Linked DNA regions of Gossypium hirsutum: region 1 is linked to region 2. Evidence: chromatin contacts called from public Hi-C data. All regions are on one chromosome and are shown on one strand. Each heading gives the region's core, a stretch centred on a gene start, on an enhancer-like site or on the middle of the called end of the contact. The rest is flanking DNA. Distances are from core to core; before and after follow the strand shown.

What was found. Hi-C and Micro-C count contacts between places; a contact is called where the count stands out from the background.
Region 1: a contact with region 2 is called in a Hi-C map of leaf, with 5 times the contacts expected there. The contact joins the promoter of LOC107897468 here to the promoter of LOC107897479 in region 2. A contact is called at or near these places in 4 of 34 Hi-C or Micro-C datasets (all in leaf).

Annotation. Positions count from the first base shown.
Region 1 is chrA10:5,090,889-5,095,195 of Gossypium_hirsutum_v2.1, forward strand. It overlaps LOC107897468 (O-fucosyltransferase 36), which reads right to left and starts at 2,671. Exons shown (of 3, transcript XM_016822939.2): 1 at 1,151-2,671; 2 at 637-886; 3 at 1-254. The coding sequence starts at 2,349. The coding sequence ends at 78. It overlaps LOC107897467, which reads right to left. Exons shown (of 7, transcript XM_016822938.2): 7 at 3,378-4,253. The coding sequence ends at 3,665.
Region 2 is chrA10:4,651,290-4,655,638 of Gossypium_hirsutum_v2.1, forward strand. LOC107897479 (TLC domain-containing protein 4) reads left to right here and starts at 3,072. Exons shown (of 9, transcript XM_016822951.2): 1 at 3,072-3,481.

The DNA of each region.
Region 1 (4,307 bases), core at 1,421-3,920, 440 kb after region 2:
AATCAATTAATTGCTCTTATGATACATTATCCTTTGCAAATAGACTATGTCAGGAGATTGCCATTTCTGCATATTCTTCACTCTTCACCTGAAATGAAATTTGGGTTTTCACCTTGGCATAAGTACTCATCACATATAGATGCCGTTCCCCAGTCTTTTCGGAGTCGTAAAATGTCCTCCGTGAAAGTCGAACCTGAGGCTCCGATGAACACACTCGCCATGGCACAGATGGTCTTATCCAGCATAGCTTCCACCTTCAATATCACAGAGCAAATTTAGATTGATCCAAGCAAAAATAGCAATGATATGTATGCTAAGGCTACATGCAGTTCGGGGGCCTGTTCATTGATTCACAGAACTCTGAACTGTACTGAACAATAACGTAAATGAAATGCACTTCAGAAACTTCAAAAGCTTAGTTTGATGATTGAAGGCGAAGAAAATTAAGAACAAATTTGCACTTCTCAAAACCAACCACACTTTAATCATCGGCCAGTATAAACTAGAACGAGGGCAGGGGAAATGTGAGAGAACCTTAGTAAGAAATAGAAAATGAATAAAGTTGTTTCAAGCCACATTACGTGAGAATCAACTCCTATGGTTCTTCCTACTAACACTATAGTATCAAATTCTCACCTGAGAATCACCTTCAAGGCCATGTCTGTATAATAAGGCATCCCATTTTTCAGCTGAATTATGAGGAGGACGTTTAACCAGTGGTATAGTCTTTCCATTCAGCATGATCATTGATTGCAGCAAACCAGTTTCGCTCCCTGCTGCATCTGTTGAAAGGTATATAACTGGAGAGTTGGCCCTTTCAACCATCCGAGTAATGCAATCCGCAGCTTGAGGAATAGGGTAAAAGCAGCTTGGCTTTTTAGCATTGCTGGGGAATAAGCAAGAAATGTTAGTGGCATTCACACAAACCGACATCAATCATCATCGCAAAACACTTTCGACTCAAATTGAGATTCTCAATAATTATGAACAAACTCTCCCTCATGCTCTAGCAAATTTCCAACACTTCGAAATCAAAGCAAAATACGCCCAATGCCATCATTTTAATGTTTTGCTTTTTATTCTGTAGCGTAAAACTATGAAGGTTCCCGTCTTCCTAAGCAATAAATCACAACAAAATAGAAAAACATACCAGAACTTTAAGAAGCCGTGTCGCCGGAAATGAAGAGCGATAAAATTACTACCCAAGAACGTCTGAATGAACCGTTCAGCAGTCAACAAGATAAGTTTACTTGGCTCTATCAACGTCTTACACTTATGAGCAATCGGACCGCCTGGTTGCAACATCCAATCTCTATCCACATCGGCAAAATAAACATCCCCAATTGCAATCACATCATCATCAGACCCAAACTTCTCCTCCACATCCTTGACCGTCTTTCGACTCGGATTCTTAACATCCTCATTCTTCCAAGCAGCCTCCAATTTCCCCGTCGAAATTCCCAACGACTTCAACTTCTTCAAATGCTCTTCGTCCATGTAACACGGCTGCGGGGTCGAGAAATAGCAAATGAATTTGTCAATGTGAGCGTGATTCTTCTTCAATTTCATAAAATCCTCGAATGGTACAACAACTTTTTTACCAATACAATCGTTGATGTGCGCGATATCCAGAACCCGGTTGTACTGATAATCGAATCTCGAACTCGGAATCACCAATGCCCGATTCAAAATCGCCGCGAAAAACATATGTTTCTCTAAGCAAATCAAATGGTTACTCATCTGACCCGACAAGCAAATCGCGAACAAGAATTTATTCCGTCTGGGTTTCCATTCAATGGTTCTTCTTTCAGAAAATTTCTGGTCAACTTTTCTGCAACGGTGGAAACTGTAACCGGCAGAACTGGGATCCAAAGCGGTGCCGTTTTGAAGGGTGTCTCCGGCTTTGTAAGGGGATAATAGAATTTGCTGGATGTGTTTGTTTAACGTGATCTGGGTGAGCAATGTGGCTTTGATATCATCAAATTGGACGGTCGTGATGTTATTAGAGTTAACCAAAGTGTGATTCCAGATAGAAAGAAGGGAACTTTGCTGCTGGTTCAACAAGTGAAGAGCTTGGAGTTGGGATTCTCTGATTTGACTCGACACCGTATTGAATTTAAAGGAGGAGATATCGGAAGTGAAGAGGGAGCGAATATCGATGGAGAAGTAGATAAAGACGATGAGCAGAGGGAGCACAAGGGCGAAGAGATAACCTTTGTGGAAGGTGAGCTTGGAACGACGTCGCATTTGTGGTTCGAGCCCTTCGACATTGAAACCGGATCTTGTGGTGTCGTTTTGATAGGTTAAGTTTCGTCTGGCGTCGTCTTCGTCGGATGAATCTCGGTCCATTTTTTGCTAGTGAGTTAGTGAGCGAGTGAAGGAGTGAATGACCGAGTCGGTGACGATATAACTAGGGACTTAAGGAAATCCGGGGTTTCGGTGATTATTGGTTTACAATTTAGGGATTTGATAAAAAAATTGAGAAAATTTATCGTCTGTGGAGTTGGGGATGGCGAAAGTTGAGAAGGAAGAAACGGTCGGTGGAAAAAGACTCACTACCGGTCCGATCTGATATTTTCCTGCAAGGAAACGACCTCGTATTGTGCCCTCACACGTGAGAGATTGCAAAGTAGCGAACATGACAGCTGAGCAAACCCTCGATTTCGTAAGTGATTAAAATAAATTAAGGCATAATATTTAACATTTACGCATTTCTCATTCTTTTCTTATTTAAACCCTTCAAGAAGTTTAATTTTTAATAAAAATATTAATTAAAATGTTAAAATTTTAAATATAATAATTTTTATGATAATATATGTGTATTTTATATGATTATTTTTAAATTTTTAATGAAAATTTTATAATTTTTTAAAATTTAAATTTTAGACTTTTTAAATTATTTATTGAAATGTCAATTGGATTGTCATGCAGATTATTATGTAGATATTTTTAAAAAATTAATGCTTTAGTTAGCATTTTCAATAAAGAAAAATAATTTGACTCTTTTTAAAAAAAATTAATGGTCAAACTTAGTTAAAAAAATAAAGATTAAATTGACAAAAAAATATAAATATTGAGAATTAAATTTATTATTATATCTAAATTAAATCATTATAAAATTTTGTAATTGAATAGATGGATTTAATTAATTTTTAATATATATTATTTTTAAATACATTTAAAAATATAATAATTATATAAAATCATATAAAAAAAAGTAATCAAAACTAAAAGAAAAAAAAATCTTACTAGTGTTTTACTTTTCATTTCTCCTGTTTAAAAAAATTACAAAAACATAAGTGAGCAATTAGATGGATTAAGAATTAAGATGGTCAATTAATTGGTTAAGGTATAAAATTAGTGGATTAAATCGATTCTTTTAACCAAAACAACCAGTTGCTAATTGCTCTCCCAATGAAACAGTAAAATGGAAAGAAGGAAATAACAAAGAAGAACAAGCTTAGAGATTGAAGGGCAATACCCTTTTTGCTAATCTAAAATTAGAATCTAAAATAAATAAATAATTTAAGTACTGAAAAAGATGCATTAACAGAGATTTTGCAAATTGCAATCGTTAAAATATAGCTGGTAGCAGGAATCAAACTCCACAGCAAAGTACGTTGAAGAAGCTCTATATGAAGATCCGTTGTGTAGTTTATGATACTTATGAAGCTTCGTCAGTGACTTCAACAAGCCTACCACGGACCCATTTCTTAGTTACAGCGACTGCTTTAGACGGCACATCATCATTCTTCAGCTCAACTTTGATTCCATTTAGCATGGGATTCTTCTCATGTTGGATCATCCCATTTGTTTCCAAATGGTTGAGTTGCTTAGATGAATCAGAGTTTATCAAACTTTCAAAGTTGAGAGTTGATATACTGTGATTATTCGAGCATGGAGAAGTAAGTTCTTTGGCGTTGTCACCATTCACTATCTTCGGGAAAATAAAGTCAGAGAAATTGTACTCTTCATGCTTAGTCCCATTTACTTCTTTCTGTTCTGCTTGGTCTGAACCACTGCTTTCTGATTGCATTTTGTTCTCAACATGGCTAACCGGTTCAGCCGAGTCAACAGAAATGTATCCACTATTCTCATCGGATGAAATGTGTCTGATCTCTATCGATTCAATTGACTGAATTGCTTCGGCTATAAGTTTTCTGGTTTCAATAAGGGAAGCTCGAGCAACATGGCTCTTCATTGAAGCGACCTCAAGGGCTTTTGCGGCCTTCTCAGCTTCAGCAATCAAAAGCCTGCAGTATCATATATGTAAGCATTGAGTTATCCAGAGAATTAGCAGCCTACTT
Region 2 (4,349 bases), core at 1,822-4,321:
ATTTTCCATCGAATTAACTAGAAAATGAAAGAATGGAAAAGAGTAGTTGAATACAACAACTTCATTTAATTTTATTTAATTCTTTGATTAACATATTTATTAATTATCTTTATCTAGCATATACTACACTAGAAGTCTAGAACCCACCAAACCCATGCATCTCATTTACTCAAATCAATTGCTATCACGTTATTTTGATATTTTATTAAAGTGTAAGGATTTAATTCATAATTTTTACTAAATATAGGAATTAATAGTTGAATTTAATCATTAATCAATTATAAAAATTTAAGGGTAAATTATACAAATAGTCACCTAATTATTCTCGCGTTCCTGTTTTAGCAAATCAACTTTAAATTTTTTTTAATTTAAACATTAATCTTTGAATTCGTTTATGTTTTGGTCACTCACGGTTAAATTGATAACGAAAGCTTTTTTCTAATTAATATAATAACACATTTAGTCATCAATACTTACTTATTCTATTAATTTAATCCTAATTCTAAATAACTCAATAAATCTAACTATTCACATTTACAAATTCTATCTATTTGATCATCAAATTTCCCAATCAAAGCTTTCGGCTTTTAAAACTCCCTAATAGTTCAATAGACGTGAGATGCCTCTGTTTTAAAAGCTGAAAGCTCTGGTTAGAAAGTTTGGTGATCAAATTGATAGAATTTGAAAATATGAAAGGTTAAATTTATTGAATTATTTAGAATCAATATACGTAAGTATTGAGGACTAAATATGTCATTATATTTAGAAAAAGACTTCCCGTTGTCAAATTAACAGCAAGTGACTAAAACAGAAACATATTCAAACATTAGTACTTAAATTGAAAAAATTTAAAGTTTAGTGACCAAAACAAGAACACGACATAATTGGGTGACCTTTTGTATAGTTTACCCAAATTTTAATTAGGTGAAATTTGGTTATCATAGTTTCTTTTTGTAATTATATAATCCTTGAAAGCATAAAAGGATTGGATTGAAATAAGCTAATTAAAGCAGGTAGTAGTTTAAAAAAGTAAAAAATAAAAATAAAAAATGAAGAACATGGGGGTGTTGGTTGGAATTTCATGCACGTCTTGTTTTAATTTATTATTAAAATTTATGGAATCACATAACACTATTTTATTAAAAGCAGATCATATTCACTTATTATTTTATTACACATTTATTTATATTATTAAATTTTTAATTGAGTTAACATCAAAAGTTAATTGTAGTATAATCTCGATATTTAGTTTATTTGTCATGAGTATTTATCTCATAATTTAATTTATGAGTTCAAGTAATAGAGATTGTTTGTTTTTAGTGTGTGTCGTAATAATCTATTTCCGTAAAAAAATATATGAATTGAAAAAAAGAAAAAACCCTACTCTTAATGTCACTAAACTATTAGAAAGTTTATATTTTGATCATTCAACTTCAAAATGTTGCAAAATGGGCAATTAACTATTCGAAAGTTTTCATTTAAGCTATTAGGCTGTTAAAAAGCGATGTTGTATGACATTCTCTGTTTACACCGGTTGCACTAATCGGAAGCTCTTATTCTCCTTTTTTTCCATAGTTTAATTTTTTTTATGAAACATCTTTGCGTCGTGAATCTATGAACAAAAATTCAAGTAACTTTCTTATTTGATCTCAAACACCAACTGCCAAATCGACTTTAATTTAAGGTATATTCTTATATTCGTCGATGACTACTAATCCATTGTACCATTCGTCAAATCGTCGTTTGGAGTTTACTAACCATACTTTAAAAAGAAAAAAAAACTTAACAATTCAATGACTCGGATAAAATTTTTTGAATAGTTCGGTGACTATTTTGTAAATTTTTTATGTGATCAAAACATAAATTTACTGATAATTTAACTGTCTTACGTGTAGTTTTATCTAAAAAAAATCTATGCTGATTTAATTTTAACAAATTACATAATTTTCGCATAAATTTTTTTTAATATATTATAACATAATATTAAATATAAATAAATCCTTGCATTTTCGAGGAAAGAATTGCTAAAATATAAAACGATGTTCATTCATGCCAAAAGCACAATGAAAGCCAAGGCTAAGGGAATGCTAATGGGGCGGATAAGGGGAAGGCCAGTGCCAGATAGCCAAATTAATGTCTTTGGACTTTTTAAAACCTTTCATCAATACTTTTATTTAAGGATGGTTTTTAATTTAATTGTAGAATTATTTATTTTATAAATATTTTTATTTTTATATAAAATTCAAAAAGATATATATTTGAATTCAAAATATTATAAAATTTAATATTTTAATTTAACATTTTATATCAATTTTATTAAATTTATTATATAAAAATTTCAACTACATTTTAATTATATCATAATTTCGTTTTATTTTGATTTCTAACAAAAAAATTTCATGGTTAAACTCTAGTGCTAATAAGGATAGTGATTAACTCAGGTAAGCCCCTTTTTTTATATTTTGGGCCTTAGATAGAAGAATAAAATGGGATTTTAAGTTTTTTAAAAGTTACATAAATTTTTTTAGGTTCTTCAAAAGTTGGTAAAAGTATATTTGGACCCTTAAAAGTTGGTAAACTTTTTTTTGGCTTTTAAAAGTTAAATTTTTTTTGAGCCCCTTAAAATTAAAAAATAATATTTTGAACCCCTTTCAGCATTGAACAACTGCATTTCTAGACGATCCCCAAGGCCGGACTTGAGCTCAGGGATGATGGAACCCGTTCCCACCTCACAACCCCATACTCCAAAGACTTTACTTCAAATTCAATGCTTCTTAAACAACTTACATATATATATATATATTGTATACACTTAATCTCACACTAAGCAATGAAAAAATTTAGGATTCAAGAAAGAGTAACAAGAATAGTAAAAAACAACACAATTTAACAGATATAATCAGAACTTATAATAAAATTATTAAAAAGAACAAGATGAATTTATATTATTTAATATTTACCCATGTAAATAAATCTTCTCTGGACAAAAAAAAAAAGTTACTAGATAACAAACAAGCCACATGTTTCCCATTTGAAGAGTTTTAAATCACTTTGAGCTTTGGAATTGATTCAAGCAAACAAAAAAAAAGTAAAATCCAAAATTTCTACATATAAAACATAACATAACCCATAAAACAAGTGTCACACATTTCTCATTTTTGGTCTTATTATTATCTTCCTCTCAATCTTGCAAGGATAAGATTGCAATGGGCTAAACTCCACAATCTCCACCCTGTAAAGTGCCCCAAACCAACCGAATAAGCTGAACACCCCCAACGTCTCTCATTAGCCAATCTCATTACATGACCCATCACCATTCACCCCCAGCACCTATATTCACCAATCCACACTACTGCTTCTTTCCTTCTTCTGCTGCTGCTCTTTTTTGCTTGAATTTTTTTATACCTTTCAATTATTTTTGGTTATTATTGAGTTGGTTGAAGATTCCAAAATACTCTTCCCACACTGATTAAACCTTACGGTTGGTGCCACTCTCTCATTTTCTTTTTGGTACCCAAATGATAAAATAGGATTTGATTTCACTTCTTTCTAGTTTCGTGTACCTTATGTTTTGGTTTTGAGTCTTCTTCTTCTTTCATGGGTTGTTGTTCATTTTTGCATTGCTGTTTTTGCCATTTGTACTCAGTTATGGGTCTTTAAAGGTTTGTTTTTTCTGGGTTTCAGGCATTGATTAGCCTTGGAAAAAAAACCTTTTTTTTTCTGGTCTCCGGTTTAAGGTTTCTCTTTCAAAGATTTTATTTTTTTTTTCCTTTTCTCCTTTAAATACCAACTTGCATTTTGCTTACATTTCGTGGTTGTTTCTTCAAGCTTGTAACAGATGCTTATGGTAAGTCGATTTATCGGATTTGTTAGCTGTTTTGCGTCTATCGTTATGACTTTTGATTGCTTGATCCAATGCCATCTAAGTGTTCTTCAAATAGATTACTTCAAATATCAATGTTTTTTCATTGCATATTTGCATTTGCATTTGCTTACCCGAAATGGGAATACTTGCTTGATCTGAATCTTACCATTAGTATTTGCTTTCTTCATTTTGATTAAACTTTAAGAATTTTAGTTGTTTCGTGTGTGCTTTAACTTGACTGAATTGAAGTTATCGTTACATGGAGGAGATCTTATATCTTGGAATAGGATGGAAATTGTTGGTATCTGTGTTGATTATTTATCTCCTTCAAGCCTTTGCTTGTAGACTATATGGTTTGTGGTAGTATCCAATGTAGAAACCTCCTTAATTTTCTTCTTTAGAACCATTATTCTAAAACCTACATGAATGCTTTCTTTCTTTTCTCTGATACCAATTTGTTTTTGTTTATGGCATTGATGAATGA